2 separate regions of the Astyanax mexicanus genome follow, and region 1 is linked to region 2. The links are chromatin contacts, called in public Hi-C maps. All regions are on one chromosome and are shown on one strand. The core of a region is the stretch at or near the end of the contact, and the rest is flanking DNA. Distances in the headings are between cores, read along the strand shown. Region 1 overlaps fgd4a (FYVE, RhoGEF and PH domain containing 4a). Region 2 overlaps fgd4a (FYVE, RhoGEF and PH domain containing 4a).

Region 1 (4,697 bases), core at 2,008-4,507, 37 kb after region 2:
TGTGTTAAAGAGAGCTGGGTCATGTGCGTTGCCAGGTAAACCAACACACATATCACCAATCAACAGCTGGCCATCCAAAAGCGCCTGCTGAAGGTCATTTACATAACCCATATACCCAACTGCTGGAGGAAGGTTTGGGATGTGCGTGCCATCCAGTTGAGAGATAGTGAAAAGAGACAAACAGTAAGAGATAGAAAAAGGAATGTCAGATACACAGAGAAACAGACTCAGAGAATGGAGTCAGACAGTAAACAGATAGAGAAAGAAAGAGAGAGGTCTCACAATTACAGAGAGAGAGACTGAGTGTGTGTGTGTGTGTGTGTGGGGGTGGGTAAGGACCTGATAAGTGTGTGAGCGTTGTTCCAATGTTTGCTGCATAGGAGAAGGGAGAAGTGAAGTGTGACTATCATTCAAAACAATGCACTAATGAGTCTGCCTGATTCAGTCAAAGAGTGTTCCAGGCCATGTGACAGCAACTAAAAGGGTAGAGAAAGTGAGAGTGAGAGAGAGACACAGAAAGTGAGAGAGAAAAGAGGATGGGGGACTCTGTGGGGGAGGAAGAGAGGGATGAACACTGTTGGCCACCTAAAGAAACCACCTCCACAATTCACTTGCTTCCGCTGTGAAAACCAGAAGCCCTCAGTGAAACTCTCCCAACACTCTATTACTGAACTGCAACACATATTTAAGCAATGCCACAGATTAGAGGCCTGGCAGAGATCAGTACGGCATGTAATCAGGCAGATCACAGCCACAAATTTAAGGGCTGGGCAATTAAGACAAAAATAACATGCATGCACACACTTTTTCCCGCTTGTCCCTACCGTTTTAGCAGAAAAAAAATCAGGATTTTTTCCAGAACCTCTTAGTAAAAACTGCTTTAATTCACAGGGATACTGGATGAACTACTCAGAAAGGTTAGACTGGCTTCCAACAAAAACAACAACAAGAAGCTGCCCAAACTCCAGCCCAAAAAAGATAACAAAGTCCTTTCCATAAGCTAATGGCATGTTCCGAACTAGCAAAATAAACGAATGAAGGTCAAGAACTATCAGTAAGTAATCCAGCTCAGAAAACTGCTAGCATTGCAGCAAACCCCCTATGCATTTGCAGATTTTCCAGATTTTCTGAGATCCCTGACAGATGTGGATTAGCTTTCTAAAAAAGCTGGTAAGGTTCAATATTCTGTTCCAAAGTACAGCACATTCTTCACACAATAATTTAAGCAAAAAAATAATAATTAAATCCTCAGTTTAGAAGGAAACCATGAAGAATTACATTGTGGGTTCAGGGACTTGGGTTGGTGGTCTGTCTGAAGATTCCTGCTAGTTTTTGATTAGATCCTCAATTACAGAGTTTCAGCCTGAGGTGACAGCTTCAGCCTTGGTTTCTAGACGCCACCCTCACCCCAACGCGCTCACATGCACACACTAATTGTCAGTGTGCATCAAGCTTTCTGGCCTCTAGGTTTCCAGGCTGGTCATGTCAATGCTAATTCAAACAGTCAGAGTTAACACTGTGACCTCTTCCACCTGTCACCACTCCTTTATTCCCTCTCCAAGTCCTCCGGAGGGTCTTCTGTTTTTCCTTTCCCCATCATATACCCTTCACCTTTCATATCAGTACACTGCTGCTGTCATATAAAAATTATGGATGTCCTGGTCCTTTTTTTGTCCTCCGATCCTATCCTTGTGTTGAATACCAAACTGAATATGAAAGAGACAAAAACATGTACCTCAGACACTCTTTTCTGTTCCAGCAGAAACAAGAATACAGCTGTAAAACGAGCCTATTGCAAAACTCCAAAACTGTTACATAACAGTCTTGACCTATTATATTACCTCCCCTAAAATTACATAAACCCAGCCCATCAGAGAAAGCTCTAGTAAAAGCCGACTAACAGTACAAGATGCCACTCATTTTTAGAAGAATATTGTGTTGTTGATACTGGACCACAGTCCATCATTACCTTCACACTTTGCAAGCTATAGAAATTGCAAGTAAGCTAAATAGATACAATGCCTACAACTTGTTAAGAGCACATCCAAGGTTAGAGGTCCTGCATAACGCTCCATATCTCAAAAACTTTTCCACTGCTCCAAAGCCCAGTGCTAGAGACATTATGGGCCCTATGTTATACCCTGCGCAAGGCTATAAATAGCTCATTGCTATCTTACATACTGCTCTAACACTCTACCTTTACTGCTTGTGCCTGCATCGTTTCAATAGCAACGGCACTTGTAAATAAATGCCAATTTATGCCAAAGGGGTGGTTTAGGGATATTTCTGGTGTATTGCTATCTTGGCAATGGAAAACACAGGTGTGCCACTAACTGAAAGCAACCTAGGCAGACGTCAACAGTAAGCCATTGTAATCTTGGCAGGGATTTGTCAACAAGCACGTCCCCAATGCACACACAAGCCTGCTAGTTACAGGGAAATCATACTTTTAACATAAAGTCCTACTTTGCCTGTTGCTACGATTATAAAGACACACTGACACGCCCTAAACCAAGCTGTGTGGTTGAAGATACGCATACAGATTGCTAAAATGGGGCCCTATACCACTCTAGCCAGTGACTGGCTTGGCATTGGGCACACTGATCGCACAGATCATCCCATTCTACTGCTATTGTATAGCAGTTCTCTATGGTGATTATATTAGCTGTGTACACAACAATTGTAATGTCTGTGTGAAAGACAGTGTCTCTTTCTAAAGGTCCCTTCACAACAAGTTTTTGTTTGTCTGATGTAAAAATGAATAAGATTTTTAACATAGTGGAAACTCCACACAGAGACTAACAGAATTTTGCCATTTGTGCTCTATAAATGGGGATAGATATAATTCTCTAACACAGTGTAGCAGTCTATCAGTTTCAGACTGTGGAAGATAACATTAATTTATGTGTTTATTGTTTTTAAAACATGAAGTGAGCTTTTTTTCTTCTGACAAAAGCAGACTCTGCTCGAAAGAGCTTTAAGCTGTAAGAGTATTGACCAATCTGACCAACTTCTCCATCGAACAATCTGCGAGTGCTCAGAGAAAATCACGAGTGTGTCAAGTTTTGTCATGTTTGTCAAAATGCAGTAGGTGCAGTCTTCTGGAAGTAAAGCCAGAAAGATGGTGGGGGTTGGCAGTAAACACTGCCACAGGCCGGGCGTTAAAGGCTGCGATTAATCACAGATTCCTTCAGCAGAGCACAGTTCTCCACTGGCCTCCTGCTCCTTTAGAGTGATGACTACTCAGCCTATAGGGACTCTGCTCAAACTCCTCAATCAGCGGACCCTCAGGGGCCCCATCACAGCCTGCCACATGCTGCCTTACACATCAGCGCATAAACAGAAGGGAAATATGCAGCTTTGGTTGATTACATTTTTCCAGAGGTATAGTGAAGCATGCAGACTGGCCTGTGCAGTAGAGTCAGGTCAGAGATCTGGAATTTGCAGTTGTTTATGAATTTCATCACTGATATTCATCTCTGTGCTGAGAATGGTGGAGTATCATTAATATCCAGACAGAGAGCAATGGGGTGCTTTAGAAAGCCATTAGTGAGTGTAGTCGGAGTGCAGTATGTACATACTAATAAACACACATGTTCCTTTACTCACTTCCTTACACACACACACACACACACACACACACACACACTAGTTGCACTGCACACAGTTAATTACCAACCAAATAAAAGAGCCATGAAAAGGCAGTTAACATGCTGTCTTCTGTTTCATTAACATTTATTTAGTGAGAGTAGAAGCAGATTTACATCCTGATTTCTGCCATAACAATGCTGCTGCAGACTCAGTTAAACTCAATTGGCTGACATCAGGAACATGCTGTCTCTCTTTTTAACACAAAGTGGTGAAAGACATAGTTTAGATGAAGATATAGTATAGAAAACATCAAAAATAAGACAAGCATGCTTTACGATGCCTTCAAACTTACATTGTTTATCAAAGAACCAAAATTTGTCATACCAAAAGAAACAGTCTCGAATCTCAGAATATAAGAACCTAGGTTTTTGCTTGGTTGGTTCAGATGTTTGAAACATTTATAGAACATTAAGGCAAACCTTTAAACAAAAGAAGAAAAAAAGAACTGGTGTTGTGCCAAATTGAAGAAAGATTACATATTTCCTATGTTTTATGGAACTTGTTTTTGTTGCATCACCGATTTGTTTTACCAAACAATCAAACAGTCAATGAATAACAAGCACACAAACATGCACAGACACAAACTATTTTATTAATGTGAAGCACCATAAACCATTTGAGTACCTATACTAAATGTATTCCACCTCTTGTGGAGAATCTTCAGCCTGCTAAACATCAGTGAGTCAATGAGTCAATGAATGAAGTACTTTGGATACAACCAACTATGAACTCTTGGTTTTCCACTCACGGAGGATCGAACCTGCAGTATCCAGATGAGAAGTCCAATGCTTAGATGGAACATTAAGCGTTATATAAGGGTTTTACTGCAGGTTACAAGGCTATAACAATGGCAAAACAGTATTTAACTGCAATATAGCAAGTTATTGTAGCATAGTGGGTAATAACATTGCCCTCCTCTGTGCCAGACTAGAGATTGATTGTCTGGCTGAGCCAGAGGACAAGCGCGCCAGTCACTCTGGATAAGAGTATCAGACAAATGCAGTAACTGTTAAGTAAATTCTGCTCACAGATTTAACAATGTGATA
Region 2 (4,715 bases), core at 739-3,238:
ATATATTATGAAAAATGAGAATCACTTTTCAAAAATCCCAGGTATCTATATTTGCATGTCCTGCTATGCAGCCCTAGTTTGTTTGCTGTGTAAAACCACGTTTTTGAAGCTTATGCAGACTCTCCTCGTCTATTAAACAATAGTAAAAGAAAATAACTGGTGCTGTGTCGAGATCTGACCTCTCTTTGTGCATCTGTGCATTAAGCAGCAGTATGGGCACAATAGATTATACTGGTGACTCCTATGCCTACTCTAACTGTAGACTAACCTTTAATTATAAACAGAAATAAAAGCAATCCGAGGGTAATGTCTTAAACTATTTCTGATGTGTGATGGATGTGCAATTGAATGGAGTCCTGCAGGGAGGCAGAATTCTGTACAACCCCTTGAAGGACAACTCATCAAATTCACAACATGCCAACCTCTAAACCACACCCTCTTGTCTTTGCCACAGTTCTTAGTGTGCTCACTAACCTGCAGTGTAAAAATGAAACCACATGTATACAGTAAACTTTGGTTAAAATCTTGCTTTTAACATTCAGGTGTAAAAGTTCAGCATTTCATTACTAATGTTGAGTTTCTTTATCTCTTCTCTTTAAGCTTTATTTTGTCTAAACAACAGAGAGCCTGCAGTCATCCCATTTTCCTGAGCATCTTGATTTAAGAACACTAGCTCACTCTGGTGAGTAGGGCACTCATTGCTCTACTGCAGTCAAGCTACGATGACAATGCTGAATAAGAACCTTTTTAATCTGTCTGGCTTCATTCACTCCTCAAGGACCTTTATGATTATGTTAATCCCCTGTCAGTGGGCCTTAAAGAGGATGGTCGAACCAGTTTATACTTAAGCTCAACAAATAAAAGCAGTCTCAAATTAACCTTCATCAATGACAAACTAGCCAAGCTAATCATATACAACTCTGTCTCAATGAACAATATTTTGTACTTTTTGACGTCAACAAAGAAATTACACAGTTACAGCACCAGGACATGGACTCCCCATGGCTTCTAAAGGTGTCCGGTGATATCTGGCACCATATCTTGGCAAGATGTTAGAAGCAGATCATGTGTATGTTGTGAGATGAAGCCTCAATAGATTGTATTTCCTTGGACTTTCAACAAATCATCTTCAAGAACTGACTGTTTACTTTTTTAGTTAAAACCTACATTTTATAGGTTTTTAATGTTATGGTAGATCTAAATAAGACCTTTACAGTCAGGTACCACTTTCCTGCGTGAACCCTGAGTGATTTAATTTATGAATATAGCGACACTAAGTGTCCAACAGTTTGTAGACACCCTTTTAATTAATGCATTTAGCTCACAGAGATGTGCAAATGCACACACACAGATTGTCTAGTTCCTGTAGAGGTCAATATGGCCAATAGAATTGGACTCCTTGGAGCAGATTAAACATGACCCCATTGCCACAAAGTTTAATGCCAGGTGGGGGCATCCCATACGTTTGGGACAAGCTGGGGAGTGGCGGATTAAGTGGGGCATTTATTTACCGAACTGTTGAGCAAACAATGCTCTTAATGCTCTTAAATTCTCAGAGCAATACTCCAAAATCTAGCAGAAAGCCATTTCTGGATAGTTGACACAATTATTTAAAAAAAAAAAAGTAAGGTAAACTCTTTCAAATACCCTTAATTTCAGAGGAAACACTGAAATGAGATGTCCTGATACTAATCCATCTATAGTGTTAGTTCAGCTGTTAGTATTTGTTAGTTCAGCTGTTTCAATGTTATGTTTTCTATGCTTTTGGCTTCTATCTCTCCATTGGCCTTCTAGTGGTATTCACACACTGTTGATCACATGTGATCACTGAACACTGCAGTGTGACGTAAGTAGGTGTAGATACATGCAGGTGAAGTTTTGCATGTTGTGGTTTGTATTGAAGAGATAAACTCTTTGTGGGCTTTACCGTGTGGTTTGAGATGCTGAGGGAGGTGGCGGCCCGAGCCTCTTCCATTTACTCCACTGGAGCTCTTGTTACTGCCTCTGCATCCCCGACTCAGCTTCTGACTACGACGTTCTCCGGGGCTACTGCCAGGATCTGAAAAAAAAGAGAGCGAGAAAGAGGATGAACTCAAGGTTTTTCTTTCTCAGTACGGGACTAGCAGAGGTACCGGTCTTATATTTAAGAACAGTACAGACAATAATGCTAATTGTGTTCTGACTGCTAGATCTGTGAATGTATTTGAAGCAAACAGAAGATCAGGGAAGCCTGAAGTGGAAAATAACAGATAGATATTATACATCAGTAACTGATTAAAGACATGATGGACAAATACAGGCTTTTTCACAAACATAAGGTCAAGTATTACTGATGAAGCTAGAAAAGTTGACAACCCTAATCTCAGATGATTTAGTATCTACACTCATATCAGCTACAATTCTACCTGCCATCCAAAATGCACAGTGTGTTCTGCTAACGGAGGCCTCCTAGGTACCTGTGCAGTCTCTTCTCATCTCAAAACTCATCTACTGCAACTCACTCCTGGCAGACCTTCCTATGTGTGCCATCAGCCCCCTGCAACTAGTTCAGAATGCGGCAGCTAGACTCATCTTTAAACCTTCTAAAGTTTAGCAGTATCACCCTCTTGCTATGTACCCTTCACTGGCTTCCAGTAACAGCCTGCATCATATAAAAAACCCTGACACCAGCATACAAAAAAAGCCAAAACTGTTCCAGCCCTAGTTCCCTGAAGCCAATTCTCCAAACCCAATCTGTACCTTGAGCCCTTCATGCTCTGAGTATGTTGACCCCTCAGGGTGCATTGAAGACAAGCATCCTGGCTATTCTCTGTCTGGTCACCATGGTAGAGGAATGAACTTCTGGACCTTGAGGCCTTAAATGTCAGCTTCTTTTGTGAGCACTTATTAAAGAACTATATTGCCAGAATGCCAAATATTTATATAAATATATATTTATATATATTTTAAATCCATATGGTGTACTATGATGTTGGTTTAGCTTTTGCAGCTAGAACAGATCCAGCTCTTCAGGTAAAACTTTCCACAAGGTTTAGGAGTGTGTTTATGGGACTATTTGAGCATTCTTCCAGAAGTGCATGTGTGTGGCTCCAAACCCAGACTTCCCAGATGTCCATCAGACTGCCAGGCTCCACTTCTCTAGACACCAGTGGGAGTGTGCTTTACACCAATGCAGTTGCTCAGCCATGTACACCCATGTCATAAAGCTCTTTGTGCACTGTTCTTAAGCTAACCTGAGGTCATAAAATCTGAAGGCCTGTAGCGAATGAATCTGCAAAAAGTAGGCAAAATAGTTTCTGGTAGTAGTAGAGCTCCAGAGCCTAGAATGCTGTGTCCATCAATACTAGACTTATATGATCCAAGTTAATGACTAAGCAGTGGGTAAGGGTGTCTGCCAAATGCCATACATGTGATGTAATGTCTATGTGTCCAACTAAGAAAATGCATCTACTGTTTACCAGGTCCTTCAACATTCTTTAGCTATTACACTGATGTTTTTTTTTTTTTTTCAGTTAGCATGGTGTGTGCATTCTATTCCCATGTGTTTGTGCGGAAGTGAAAAGTATGAGGTTTAAGTTAAGGTTTGTAAGGTTTCTAAAATGTGTCATGGTCAACAGAAAAGTGACCCTGAAACCGGCTATGACTCAAGAGAGAACTTGAAGCAACCTTCGTGTAAGCCATCTTGTTCCTCTCTGGAAAAAAGTTATCTTCACTGGTTTACTGTAAGTGAAATGAGGCACTTGTGGAAATGTTTTGACTTGTTGTGTAATGCCTTGCATCTGAGGTTTATAATTCAGTCATAAATCCCAAATGTACAAACTCCTGTGGATTTTTTGGTCACTTGGTTTATCTAAATATAAGGAGTTCCTTATATTTATCTTATCTTAGGGCCTATGTAACTGACGTTAATTATGGCGGCAATAAAGTTACGAAACTGACTTTATAATAGGGGGGTTTATAAGTTATATTTGATAAATTTGATATTTGGTCATGTGACACTGAGTAATGCTCAAACCCCCTCAGTAAAAACACGGTGGGAGAAAATTTCAAGAGCAATGTCCCATGAGTTTAATGGACTAAAAGAATGTAAACAGATTTCTAATCTCAGACCAGCCAGAGGAAAATAGCAGATAATTAGAGCTGGCTATTTTTACTACCATGGTTTCACCACAAGATGAGAATGGCTCTCACAAGAATTAGAATAGAAAAAAAAAAAAAAAAGAGATTACACATGTCCCACGCTTCACTGTTCACTGCTAAAACAAGGATGAAGCCTATCCCTCATAAACAAATAAATGACTGTATTCCAAATATAAAACGTTTCCAAAATATGAGATGTTCCAGAGCAGACTCACATGACCCACTGGCATCACAGAGAAGCCTATTTAGCCCCTGAGCATTAGACTTTGTTAGGGAGCATATCTTGCTCATCTCGTTTCTTTTTCGTGTACCACCAACTAATACCTATGGGATGAACTGGGGTGCCATTAGTGATCCAGAATTAATCTTCCAACCTCAGAACCTGACCTCACTAATCCTGTTGTGGTTGAACACAGTTCAATCCTTACCACAATGTTCCAACAACTAGTCTGAATCTGTTTCCAGATGAGAAGAAGCAGTTATTGTAGAAAACAGAGGATGGTTTTAAGTATTGTCCTGTATTTTAGAACAAACACTGGATGAGCAGGTGTCATATTTCAGTTTGTATATGAGGC

What was found. A called contact is a pair of places that touch in the nucleus more often than the background predicts.
Region 1: a contact with region 2 is called in a Hi-C map of muscle, with 5 times the contacts expected there. The contact joins two enhancer-like sites. A contact is called at or near these places in 2 of 3 Hi-C or Micro-C datasets (both in muscle).

What each region holds. Positions count from the first base shown.
Region 1 is chr9:18,112,829-18,117,525 of AstMex3_surface, forward strand. The region is part of intron 1 of fgd4a (FYVE, RhoGEF and PH domain containing 4a); the gene reads right to left. Among protein-coding and RNA genes, the nearest start is that of fgd4a, 22 kb to the right of the region's middle. Within about 2 kb of position 3,258, the one cell type or tissue checked has an H3K27ac peak away from gene starts, as active enhancers do.
Region 2 is chr9:18,077,528-18,082,242 of AstMex3_surface, forward strand. fgd4a (FYVE, RhoGEF and PH domain containing 4a) reads right to left here. Exons shown (of 18, transcript XM_022679603.2): 3 at 1,928-2,059. Among protein-coding and RNA genes, the nearest start is that of nup205, 49 kb to the left of the region's middle. Within about 2 kb of position 1,989, the one cell type or tissue checked has an H3K27ac peak away from gene starts, as active enhancers do.